Linked DNA regions of Mus musculus: all the other regions are linked to region 2. The links are chromatin contacts, called in public Hi-C and HiChIP or PLAC-seq maps. All regions are on one chromosome and are shown on one strand. Each heading gives the region's core, a stretch centred on a gene start, on an enhancer-like site or on the middle of the called end of the contact. The rest is flanking DNA. Distances are from core to core; before and after follow the strand shown. Region 1 has its middle 14 kb from the start of Cdc42ep1. Region 2 overlaps Gm52187 (a long non-coding RNA gene). Region 3 overlaps Tmprss6 (transmembrane serine protease 6).

What was found. Hi-C and Micro-C count contacts between places; a contact is called where the count stands out from the background. HiChIP or PLAC-seq counts read pairs in DNA pulled down with a chosen protein or histone mark.
Region 1: a contact with region 2 is called in a Hi-C map of the N1E-115 cell line, with 10 times the contacts expected there. The contact joins two enhancer-like sites. A contact is called at or near these places in 2 of 15 datasets of contacts at CTCF or cohesin (the NIH/3T3 cell line and pro-B cells), 17 of 484 Hi-C or Micro-C datasets (the C2C12 cell line, the HL-1 cell line, the N1E-115 cell line and 6 more), 9 of 115 datasets of contacts at active chromatin or transcription factors (the HPC-7 cell line, the NIH/3T3 cell line, Th17 cells and 6 more) and 2 of 9 other capture datasets (liver and pancreatic islet).
Region 3: a contact with region 2 is called in a FOXA1 HiChIP or PLAC-seq map of pancreatic cancer cells. The contact joins two enhancer-like sites. A contact is called at or near these places in 1 of 15 datasets of contacts at CTCF or cohesin (large pre-B cells), 3 of 484 Hi-C or Micro-C datasets (cerebral cortex, double positive thymocytes and peritoneal macrophages), 2 of 115 datasets of contacts at active chromatin or transcription factors (bone marrow-derived macrophages and pancreatic cancer cells) and 3 of 9 other capture datasets (adipose tissue, embryonic stem cells and liver).

The regions. Positions count from the first base shown.
Region 1 is chr15:78,826,788-78,831,130 of GRCm38.p6, forward strand. No RefSeq gene overlaps it. Among named protein-coding and RNA genes, the nearest start is that of Cdc42ep1, 14 kb to the right of the region's middle. Within about 2 kb of position 1,669, at least 55 of the 459 cell types and tissues checked have an H3K27ac peak or open chromatin away from gene starts, as enhancers often do. A contact at or near this core is called in the C2C12 cell line, the HL-1 cell line, the N1E-115 cell line and 2 more, where this site is marked.
Region 2 is chr15:78,623,325-78,627,543 of GRCm38.p6, forward strand. It overlaps Gm52187 (a long non-coding RNA gene), which reads right to left. Exons shown (of 2, transcript XR_003951539.1): 2 at 3,704-4,219. Among named protein-coding and RNA genes, the nearest start is that of Gm52187, 3.8 kb to the right of the region's middle. Within about 2 kb of position 1,542, at least 133 of the 459 cell types and tissues checked have an H3K27ac peak or open chromatin away from gene starts, as enhancers often do. A contact at or near this core is called in the C2C12 cell line, the HL-1 cell line, the N1E-115 cell line and 5 more, where this site is marked.
Region 3 is chr15:78,448,439-78,452,296 of GRCm38.p6, forward strand. The region is part of intron 10 of Tmprss6 (transmembrane serine protease 6); the gene reads right to left. Among named protein-coding and RNA genes, the nearest start is that of Tmprss6, 18 kb to the right of the region's middle. Within about 2 kb of position 1,818, at least 218 of the 459 cell types and tissues checked have an H3K27ac peak or open chromatin away from gene starts, as enhancers often do. A contact at or near this core is called in adipose tissue, bone marrow-derived macrophages, cerebral cortex and 1 more, where this site is marked.

The DNA of each region.
Region 1 (4,343 bases), core at 419-2,918, 200 kb after region 2:
CGATGAATGGGCGGGCTAGTTAATTAATTTAACACTCCTCTGCCCCGAGAGCGTGGCCCACGTGCCTGAGGGCCACCCAGTTCACCACGAGGAGGAGAGGAACAGAGGAGAGCACTAGTTTGTGATAGTATTGCTCCCCAACACTTGGTCTGGAACCTGTGACTGTGACTTTAGCATCTGGATACCTCACATGTCCTTAGAACAAGAGAAGACCCAGGGAAGGCCACAAGGAAGCAGCCTGGAGACAGGGGAGAATCAATCCTCTTGGAGTCTTTGGGGCCCCACACACGTTGATCTCAGTCTCCTGCCCTGAAGAGGCAGAAGACACCCTTTCTGTTGCACTCAGCCACCAGCTCCCTGCTTTTTTGTTACGTAGCTGCAGGAAACCAGTACACATGTTGAAAATCTCCCCTCTCAGCCTACCTGCCAACCTGACCCCCAATTATCTGTGGAAAGATAACCAAGGCTTCCGATATTTGATTCCCCAATTATCCACCCCCCTAATTTAATGTTCACCATTCATACTTCCCACTGAGGCTTCCCCTCCTCTGTCTAGGGAGGCCTGCCTTTCCTCAGTGGGCCTCTGCACAGCTCCTACCCAGCCTTTGAGGCCTTCCTTAAATGTCCCCTACTAAATAACTTCCCATGTTCTGAGTTACCGACTCTCCATAAATCCACCCTCCTCCATCTCCCCTGCCACGGAACTCATTCACTCACTCATTCCCGTGTCAGCTAAGCACTGTGTGCTCCCGGAAGTCCCACTCCTGGACTTTCCACTCTAGAACCACTATCCTAGCTCAGGTGTCGCCATCTTTGTGTCTGTGTGCTGTGCGCTGGTGTCCCTGCGTGCACAGGTGGAGGCCAGAGGTTACGGGTTTGCTGCTTCGCTTGGCTTTTCTCATGGGCTCTGGGATCCAGAGCGCAGGTCCTCATGTTTGTGCACCAAGCGCTTTACCCACTGAGCCATCTCTCAGGCCCCCAGATCTCCCCATCTTCCACCAGGATCCCAGCGCTACTGTGTCACTAGTCCCCGAGCCTGGTCTGGCCCCTCCAGACAGCCACCATTCCATAATCCTAGCGTTCATAATACACCACAGAACCCTGCTCAAAAGTCTCTCACGGCTTCCTCAAAGAGATCACTGAAAGGGAAATGGCACCTTCAAATCCCCCTTCCCCATCATTCCCTTCTAGTGCTAGCCCCACGCTACACTCTCTTGGCCTTTGTACAGACTCTGTCCTTCACCTTTGCTGTTTCTAGCTAACACATTCAATATCTCAGTGTATGCTGAAGACAGTGCCCGCCATCTCGTGCAGCCGCTGAACGAGCTGACCAGGTGCCCGTCCAAGCACTTTCCATAATGACCGCAGCAAAAGAAGCAGTGGTCTCTCTCTCTCCCAGGAAGCTTCTGGAAAGCCCTGCTTGTCTCGGGCTCTGGCAACTGGCACAGCAGAGGGTGGATGGATAAGGGGTGGGCTGGTTTCCCAGGGAAATGGAATCCTGGGGATTTCTCACCCTCCTAAAAGAAAAGAACAAATTATGCAAATTCTTGAGACAGCCCCCTGGCCACCTCCTTAGCCTCTCCCTGAGCTTCTGGGAGGGTGTAGGGCTCAGCAGAAAGTGCCCTAGGCTCTCCAGCAGCCGTTTCCTGATTACACATGAAACTGGGGCTCAGAGGTGGTGAATCACAGCAGCCGCCAGCCAGGGCACGCTGGGTGTCAGGTGGGGCAAGCAGGATGCTGGCTGGCTGCTGGCTTTCCTCCCTCTGCCATCCTCAGGGTTGTCAGCAGCACAGCACGTCTCACTGACACCATCTAGAGGAGGGCTTACCCTGGGGATGGCACAGTTTCTCATGGCCTCACTTCTCCCACCCCAGGTCGAAGCCCACCTGTCCTCAAGGAGCCTACAGCCCAAGTGGTTCACAAACCACCTGCCTGCACCTTGTGTCGGCAGAAGCAGCCATCTCGGGTTCAAAGGGCGTTAACAGGCAAAGGAGTTGACAGGAATGGTGGGGAAACCTCAAACCAAGGTCCCACGTCCAGGCACAAACCCCAAATGAGGTACTCAGAGTTCATGGCGTTAGTTCCCCACATTTCTGAGCTTCTGTGGGCCTCAGTTTCCCCCACAGTACATAGGAGGGAATGAGCTTCTGTAGTATCATGGACTTAGTGAGAGGCAGGATACACAGAAGCAAAGATTCCAGGGCTTCTGGACAAAAGACCGCTTCATATAGAGGGCATTCGGGCTGGAGGGATGGCTCAGTGGGTAAGAGCACTGACTGCTCTTCCAGAGGTCCTGAGTTCAAATCCCCACAACCACAAGGTGGCTCACAACCATCTGTAATGGGATCTGACGCCCTCTTCTGGTGTGTATGCCCTCTTCTGGTGTGTCTGAATCATCTCTGTGAATTCGAGGGCTCCCTGGCTACACAGTGAGTTCAAGAAAGTCAAGGATACACAAAGAAACCCTGTCTCAAAAACAGAACAAAACAAAACAAGACAAAAAATTAAATAAAATAAATAAATAAATAAATAAATCTTTAAAAAAAAATAAAGAGGCTGGGCATGGTGGCGCACGCCTTTAATCCCAGCACTTGGGAGGCAGAGGCAGGTGAATTTCTGAGTTTGAGGCCAGCCTGGTCTATAGAGTGAGTTCCAGGACAGCCAGGGCTATACAGAGAAACCCTGTCTCGAAAAACCAAAAAAAAAAAAAAAAAGAAGAAGAAGAAGAGGCCATTTGCTGGGCTGGAGAGCTGGCTCAGGCAGTAAGGTGCTTACTGAAGAATATGAGGTCCAGAATTAGGTGATCTCCATCACCTGTGTCAGAAACCAGGCATTGTGTGACACAGGTTCCTCTTTCTCTCTTTCTTTCTTTCTTTCTTTCTTTCTTTCTTTCTTTCTTTCTTTCTTTCTTTTTCCTCTTTCCTTGAGTTTTCTTTGTTTCATTTTTTTAATTAGCTATTTTTTAAATTTTTAAAAAAAGATTTATTTATTTACTATGTATTCAGTGTCCTGCCTGCATGTATGCCTGCACACCAGAAGAGGGCACCAGATCCCATTGCAGATGGTTGTGAGCCACCATGTGAGTACTGGGACTTGAACTCAGGGCCTCTGAAAGAGTAGCCACCGTACTTAACATCTTTCTGGCCCTGGTTTTTTTTGTTTTGTTTTGTTTTGTTTTTTGGGGTTTTTTTTTTGTCTTGTTTTTGTTTTGTTTTTTGTTTTTTTGTTTTTTTGGTGGGTTTTGTTTTGTTTTGTTCTTTTTGAGACAGGGTTTCTTTTGTATCCTTGACTTTCTTGAACTCACTGTGTAGCCAGGGAGCCCTCGAATTCACAGAAATGATTCACCTACCACTACCACTGAGTGCTGGGGCTAAAGGCAACAACCACCACCACCGTCCATCTTACAACACACGTTCCTACAATCTCAGAGCTGGGGAGATGAAGGTACCAGGATTCCTACTCTAGCCAATCAGTGGGCTCCAGGCTCACTGAGAGACCCCGTCTCAAAATATAAGGTAGATGTGGGATGTAGTAATGTCCACCTTCAATTCACTGCTAAGGAGGCAGAGGCAGAGGCAGGTGGATCTCAGATCTCAGTAAGTTCAAGGCCAGCCTAGTCAGCACAGAGGGGTCCTATTGGGGGGGGGGGGAAGCAACTAAGGAAGGCATTCAGTGTTGGCCTCTATGCTTATGGGTTCAAGTGTATGAACCTGTGCACACACAATAAATACTCACATAAGTAAATATATAGCTAAAATAGGATACTTAAAAGAATAATCTCTGGCCGGGCGTGGTAGCACACCCTTTAATCCCAGCACTTGGGAGGCAGAGGCAGGTGGATTTCTGAGTTCGAGGCCAGCCTGGTCTACAAAGTGAGTTCCAGGACAGCCAGGACTATACAGAGAAACCCTGTCTCAAAACAAAACAAAAAAAAAAAAACAAACAAACAAAAAAAAAGAATAATTTCACAAGTAGATACATCAGAAGAGGTCCTTGCTGTCATCAGAGGAGAATGTGTCCTATGCCTGTCAGACAGCACTATCTTATGGCCTCTGCCTGTCCCCAGCCTGTCCATCAGAGGTGGGGAAAAGGACGTTGGGGGGTTAGGGGGTGTTTCTGGAGGTTCCTTGGCTCAGTAAGCCTGGGAGCCCTCCGCTTCCCCTGGTTAATCACCTCCCACCCACCTGTTGCAGTCTTTGGACCAGAACCAACTTTCCCTCCCTTAACACTACTCATAAACTAGAACAAACTAAGACTGCAGCGCAAGCTCCAGGCAAGCCATGCTAAACGGTTGGTTAATTGGCCTTGGAGGTAATTACTTTCGGCTCCATCTTACTGGGGGA
Region 2 (4,219 bases), core at 292-2,791:
CAATGGGTTCAAAATAATTGTTAGTTGGCTGAAATTACCTGATTTGAAAAACAGAAACAAAAACAAAACAAAAAACAAAAAACCTTGAGGCCTCAGCACAGCATCAATAGGTTCCAGACCCTGGGGACCCTGAAACTGTGAAACCCAAAGGACAAGTATTTCTAGGGACAGAGAAGGCCCAGGACCACACCACACCAGAACAGTAGGAGGTCTCTCCTACTCTGTTTAAGAGCTCCCCAGGGGTGGTTTTAACCCATGTCTGCTAAAGTGCAGTGCTACATCTGGCCAGCAGGCAGCGCTCACCACACACAGATGAACTTTCTTCTGCCGCTGGAAGGACAGAGCCTGAACCCCTGACCAGAACCTGGTGAGGGGATCATGGATGCGGGATTAGGGCCTGTGGCCTTGAGCAGCCCTTTAGGGGCCTCTTCTTCCCTTACAGAGACCACACACATCTGCCTCTCCCGCCTTCTTTCTGGCTATGCACCACGGAACAGGCTGCTCCCTGTTTGGATTGCATCTTCCTCCCTGAGAACTCTTTTAATGGCACTAACCTTTAATGGAGTTGTCTACAGACAACAATGTCTCAGGAATGGGCTCAGCACAGACTCTTCCCTAGGCTGGAGTGGTGGGAGGGGTGACAAGCAGGTCTCCCGTTGCCACTTACTCCTGTGGAGGAGCAGCAATGATAGATAGCCTCCCAGAAGGCCTGGGTACAAGGGCTCGCTCTCTTCCATGTCTTAAGTAATTTTCTCGGTGCCTCAGGCTGCCCATCTGTAAAATGGGAATAACTAGGTATATTTGAAATACTTAGGCCAGTGGGGCCAGCAAGAAAGCTTAATGGATAAAGGCACCTGGCACCAAACCTGAGGTTAGATCCTGAGGACCCACTAGGTAGGACAGAAGCGACCCTTGACAGTTGTCCTCTGACCTCTGTATATGCTGAGACATTTATACATGTGCACATGTACACTTACACACACTCACATGCACCCACATGACCCATACGAGACAAGATGAGGTAAGGTATTCGGAGAAATTCCCCGGGCTCCAACACAAGCCCTGGTGGGCCAAGAGGATGCTGTGGTGATCGCCAGGGTCAGGGCTAAGGGGTGGCTCATCCCTGCTGCCATGCCGGGCAGCTCCTAGTCGCAGGGAGCTCTGAAAGGCTTCAGGACCGCAGCTGTTGAACGGAGGCCAGCCCAGCACGAGGAGGAGGCCTGGCCTGGCCCAGAATGCCTGGGGAGAGAGAGGAAACAGCAAGAGGACCACTGCCAGGAACCGGGGGCTGGAAGTCTCTGTAGTGCCCAGATGTCAGGCGACAGGACACGGGGGCAGGCAGCCTGGAGCTGGAGGCTGGTATGAGAGACCTGGAGAAGTTGATTTATTAGGGACGATGAAAGGAGCTAAATATGTTTGCCGCTCAGCGATGACTCAGGCATTCCCCAGGGGTTCGAGAGAATGAGCATCAAAGAGCCAAAGGCAAAAACCTCCTCCTACCAGGGCACTGCCAAGCCCCTCCTCCTACCAGGGCACTGCCAAGCCCCTCCTCCACAGTCATAGGAAACAGCCACTCCGGCCTACAAGGCCCAGGCAGTAGCTGACCTCACCCAGAATGACTGAAGAAAGATCCCCTCAGAGAGAGACAGATAGGTCCAGTCCTGGATTTTCTCCAAATTGCTGTGTGATCTTAGTCCAGTGGCTGGCCCTCTCTGTACCCACATCCTCTCCCACAATGAACCAGGCCCTGTCTCTTTCTCTCATCCCATTGGCTTCTCTCAGAAGCTGAGTGATGTTTTCTTTACCAGGAAAAGCTCCCAACTGCTCTCCAGGAGAGAAGCCAGACTCCACAGAACCTGGGAAAGGGGAGGCAGCCGCTTTCCAGTGCCAAGTCGCAGGCCTGGCGCTGGGACCCAGGATGAACTGTGTGCAAGCTAGAGGTCACAGTGACTGACAGAGGAGCAAAGAGAAAGCAGGGAGGGGTTGGGGGAGACATGCCAGCCTGAAGGTCTGCTCTAGGAAGTGTGGGAAACCCAGAAAGCAGCTGGACACATGTGGGAAGTGGGGAGCAGTTTGATGGATTGGGGGGGCATTGGGGAACTTCCCTGTTTCGTGGCTGCCTTAGAATAACAGGACACGGAAATCAGCAGAAAGACCTACCTTCAGGTGTGCAGTCTTATACTGTGGGCAGTGTCCAGAGCCTCTCTGGGGACTCTCCATTAGGATGGATTAAGGGAGACACAGGGGACTGGCAAGTATGTGGGGGAGGTGGTGGCCAACAGCCTAGTACAAGGCCAGACTCAGGATAAACAGGTCACTGTCAGTGGAGGGAGCTACATGGTGCAAGATCCCCTATTGGGATGGTCAGCTAAACTAGCTGAGAGGCCCTCCCCTTCCCCCTTGGCCCCCCCTTCCTGTTCCTGTCCTGTCTCCCTTTCTTGGTCACCCTGCCATGGCCCAGTGGCATATTGTAAGTAACTGCAGACCTGAGTTCAGATCCTGGCTTTCCTCAAGGCCAGCTGTGTGGCTCTGGGCCAGATGCCCTGCTGTCTCTGAACCTTGTCAGCTCACCTCCTGCCCCAGGAATCTGGGGTTTCCCAGCTGTAATCTTTAGGTCCCAGAGTCTCCAACTGAGCTGCTAGCCCAGGATAGCCCAAAGGAAGAGGTAGACTTTCTCTGGGTCTCCAAAGTCCCTGGCCACTCTCTTCTCTTACCTTAAAAGCGGCAGTGGTCTAGCCTTAACAACTCTACCACTAATGACTCCACAGTTATCCCTCCGTTTTCTTTTTCTTAGAGTTGTTTGGAGGTTTGGTTGCTTGAAATGGGGTTTCACGGTTCTAGGCTGGCCTAGAACTCATGGGTAGTCCTCCTGCCTTAGCTCCTTGAATACTGGGATTCATTTTCTGAGACAGAGTCTCACTCTGTAACCCATGCTAGCATCAACTCATGGTGCACCCCTTCCTCGGCCTCTGAGATTCTAGGGTTCCAACTCTCTGCCTCCACACTCAGCCTCCCCTTGATTTCTTGACATCTCCGTGTTCCGCACGAGACACAGACAGCACAGCCCACCCGGGCCAGCACGGATGCCACAACCCAAAATGCCAAACATATCAGCCACTCGAGCTGCCAGCATCCCCGGCTCTCCTCCTGCTGCCCTCGGCCTGTGCCGCAGAGTGCCAGCCAGCTTCTTCCAAAGATGCCAACATTTCTCTTGTCCCAATGGTGTGGTTACAGCTCAGCTTCTGGTACAGAAGCATGGTAGTCTGGGGCTGCCCTCGAGGAGTCTGGGAGCGCTGTGCAGCTGGTTCTGAGACACTCCGTCCCATGTTCTGTTTAACCACAGCCAGTAACAACAGCCAGCCTTCCTCCCTTCCTCCCTTCCTTCCTTCCAGAGGAAACAAAGGTTCACTATTGTAAAGGTACCAACACAGAGACACACCCCGCCCCGCCCCCCCCAAAGGCAGAAGATTCCTCCATCTTCTGAACATAAGTCACCACTTCCTCCCAGCAGCTCGCACAGGGGGACGGGACCACTCCCATTCAGTTAGGAGCAGATTGCTTATCATAGTGGGGTCAGATCCTTCCACTGAGGGTCAGATCCACAACCTCCTCAGCTTGTCCCACCTCTAAAGGCTACAATGTATCTCTTTCCATCTCCCTTGAGGATTTTCCCTGAATTAATACAGACCAGAGAGGACCCATCTCCACTGCAAAGAAATGATTTAATAAAACATCCACCATCCAAAAATAATAAGATATTCTCTATAGAAAATTAGACAGTGTAACAGAGAAGAAGAAAAAAGTCACAAAACTTCCTTTAGTATACCTGATATTGCCAGCATTTACAAACCTGTCTAGCTCATTACACATGTGTAAAGAGTTAGCTATCACTGCGGATAAAATTGAGTGGTCTGCATCTACCTTAGTAGTGTGGGATTGCCATGTCCTGCAGGACCAGTCAGAGCAGGGGAGGGCACCTTGCAGAAATAAGCCTTAACCCCTTGCTGTTGTGCAGCAATTCCCTGAGAGAAAGAAAACACTCCATCCTGGAGGGAAGGGAACTGAAAGGTTCCACTGGGAAGTAAACAACTCAAAAGCTTCAGGAAGTCCCTGAAATTGACCACATTCTCTAGGGCTCTCCTTAGCATATATCAGGCAGTATGGACTATTCTCTAAGTTGCCTAGAAGAGGCAGAGACTGAGTGTCCTGGAATTGGTTT
Region 3 (3,858 bases), core at 568-3,067, 170 kb before region 2:
TCCCTTTCAAGCTAAGAGGAACCCGATTGTTCCTTGAGGACGTTGTTATAAATATATAAATTTGTGTTATGGTTATGATAATCTTATACCTATCATGCATTGCTATCCCAGGGAAGGGTCCCAAGAAGCAGGCAGGGAAGCTGGGAGCATCCCAGAACAAATGTAAGATTCAGGCATTCGGAGCCCTGTTCCCAGGTGCGGCCCTCTGAGTTTCTGGCCCCTCTGGTCCTCCCGTCCACCTAGCCCTCTCACCTCAGCAGCTAAGTGCTGGAGTCAGAAGGAACCGGGGCACCATATGGATTGCCTTGCTACCCCACCCCACCCCACCCTGTGAGTTTAGCAGGGGGATCTTTCTCCTAGGCCTGTCAATCCGGCATATCAGCATCTTCCCACAGAGGAGCTGGAGAGATGCTGGGTGGATAGGCAGAAGCATGGATAAGAGAAAGGAGTGGGAGGGGTCAGGCCTCACTGTGAACATGGCTCTTTCTATGGACAAGCTGAAGGACAGAGGGCAGAAAGACAGCACTGAGGGAGGGACAGTGGCCTGCTCTGTGGTGGACAGGACATTTTGCAGAGCCGGGCTCCATATAACTTTGCCACCAGACGAGTTAGTTCTGTGACCTCGGCAAACTTCAGGCCTCCGTAAGTGTGGTGGCCGAACTATAGTCAGGAGAAAGCCATCCCCTGACCCCACCTCCTTGCAGATATTTCAGAGAACCTGGAAGAATGGTTTGGGGGACCTGATACAGAGTGGCTGCAAGTGGCACTAGTCACAGGGCCTTGGGGAAGCAGAAAGACCACTTAGAGTCAGGCTTACAGGGGCCTCTGGAGCCTGTCGTTCTGCCTTATCTCATGGCTGGAAGTTAGCAGAAAGGGTCAGGCAGGTCACAGGAGAGTGACATCACATGAGAGGAAATGAGGGCAGGTTCCTGGAAGGGGGGAAGCCAGTGCTGCGGTATCGCCCAGTGAGGAGGTTCTGTGAAACCCAGCATCCAGCAGCTAGATCTTACAAGGACAAGACCCGCGTCCCCACCCCCACCACCTGCAGGCCACTGAAGGGCAAGCGGACCCTGTGGGGACAGCAGAACAACAGAACAGCAGGATGGCAGGCAGAACCAGGAGAAAACAAAATGGACAGACAAGATAGGGACCAAGGGTGCCCAGCTAGTAGAAGAGTCCCTTGTCTCTAGACTGGCACTGGGGACAGGGGTTCAGCCATCTTTTCCCTGTACTCCTCAATTGCTGGACCAAAGGACCTGGTCTCCCTCTCCCTTCCTCCATCTCTCAGGCCCCTGCTACCCACACAGCAGATTTTCCAGGACACATTCTTCAGAGAATTTCCCAGCAATGACGTTATCTTTATCAGCCCACAATAACCAGAGACCAGGCCCCAGGCCTCTGTTGTATATTTCCCATCATGCCTTGCCCTCCCCAGGGCATTCACTGTATGGAGCAAGGAGTTAACTCTCCACTGGGGACCCTGTATCCCAGGGGAAGGGCTGAGATGAGGTGCAACTTTCCCAGCTGCTTTCAGAGGAACTGGTGAGAGCCACAGAGATGCCCTGATCTCCCATCGGCTGGGAATGGCTCTACTGAGAGATGAGAGCCTTCCTGAGGAGACACCATACAATTAAGTGTACAACTGAGTGCTCTTTTCCTCTCTCTCTCTCTCTCTCTCTCTCTCTCTCTCTCACACACACACACACACACACACACACACACACACACACACACACACACACACACACACACGGCTGGGCAATCATGCCCTGGGGGCCGGCCAGCTGCCTGAGCTCAGTGATGACGTCACAAGCCACAGGGACTTTTAGCAAATGACTCAGCCTCTGGGCCTCAGGCTTCCCACAAGCTGTGAGGCTCGTTCAACTGTGAGTCCCTGGAATTCATACTTGAAACCAAAATTCACACTTGGATTCTCCAATGTCTTAGGCTAGTGGCGTTTGGAGGAAGGGCATTCAGGGAAGTGATTGGGTCAGGAAGGGGCTGTACCTGGTGAATGCATTCATCTAGCAGATAAAGGAAGCACTGGTGGGTGGCCTCAAGCCCCCACCCCTACCCTGCACCATCAGGCAAGCCCCTTCGGCCCTGCCTCATCTCCTGACACCCTCTGTCCCACTATGACTCAGCAGAAAGCCAGAGTCTTATGCTGCTTTCTTAGACTTCCAGCCTTCGCCACCAGGAGCTGCACAAACCTCTATTCTTTATAAACTTCCCTGCCTTGGCAATTTTGTTACAGCCGCAGAAAGCAGGTTAAGGACAGGATCTGAGTCCGCCTCCCTTGCTCGACTGTGGGGAGCACATAATCGCTTTCCACACCTGTGTGGCACCGAGTAAGAGCCATTTAGCGATTGTGGTTGGTACCGTCTCCACCCACCATCTTATTTAGTCTCCAGTGGAAGGCGTCTCGTTCCAGGCCCTTTGCTTTGTTTGTTTCTGTGTAATAGAACACACTCTTGTTTGGGACAGCAGGTCTGTGGAGGGGAAGCAATGACTTCTGGGAGTCAGTCCCCTCCTTCCACCATGTTGGTTCCAGGGACTGAACTCAGGTCCTCAAACTTGCCGGCAAGCCTCTTAACCCACTCAGCCATCTTGCATGTCCATGGCTTCCTTCCTTTCTTTCTTTCTTTCTTTCTTTCTTTCTTTCTTTCTTTCTTTCTTTCTTTCTTTCTTTCTTTCTTTCTTTCTTATTGGGGGCTACCAGGTGGAGCCCAGAAATCATGCTATGTTAGGTGAGCACTTCGTCCTCAGAGTCCATCCCAGTCTCAGCACACTCAGATAAGTTCCAGAGGCTGGGAGAGGTAAGTCTTGCCCAAGAAGGAACCAGGGGAGCCAGGCTTTGAGCCCCAGTCTAACTGCCTGTGACTGACAACCACTGGGAGGAGCCTTACTGTGACCCATCTGAGTTACCCCGGTGAAGCTAGTGTTTCTGTTGTGCAGAAACTGAGCTCTGGGGCCCCACAACACTTGGCACAGGATCAACCTAGACTAATGGGCCTTAGGCACAGGCTGCAAGAGAGTGCTAGGCCCAAGGCTATTCCCTCTCCCTCTGGCCTCTCAGAGATAGTGACAACACTCAGGGAGGGGTCATGGCTGAAAACACAGCACCTTCATTCAGAAAACTCCAGTCATGGGCTCTGGTGCCGAAACCAGAAGCCAGTAAGCAGCTCCCGGAGTGGGCTGGTGGCTGAGGGAGCCACATGAAGAAGGGCACACAAGACAGCGCCCTTCCCCATGCAGACCTTCTGACCCCTAGGCATATCAGGCTTATGTCACACAGTAGCCTGTTGCTACGACAGCACGGACTCACATCACATCTCGGACAGTTTACCTCCTTTTTGTCACTGTCCCCAACATATTGGAAAAATCCAGCTTTGTCACTCCTTGCCACCCTCTATCTAGAATAAGATCAACTAATGGGCAAATGGGGCTTAGCGGTATCCTCAGTTGCTGGCCCAAGAGGACTGTCCATCTTCATCCTTCTGGCTAGCCCCCAACACACACACACACACACACACACGTCACTTCACAGCTCCCTCTGCCCCCTGCAAGCTCCCAAGAGGACGTTCTTAGCTAGACACCTCCTTGCCAGGAGGCCAAGCGAACAGGCAGGACACTGCAGGGAACACAAATACACAGGGTAACCCTGAGAGCTACTGTCCCCATGGAAGTCAACGGCAGCAAAGACAATGGCGTCCTCGGACTGTAGGGGAGTGGAAGAAAGGCCATGTGCTCTCAAGTGCCCTGTGCCCTGTCCCCATCGTTGGTAGAGCCATGTGGTTACAGAAGTCAAGGCAGCTCCACCATTTACCCTGACTGGGACGGACAGGATGGTGAAATGCG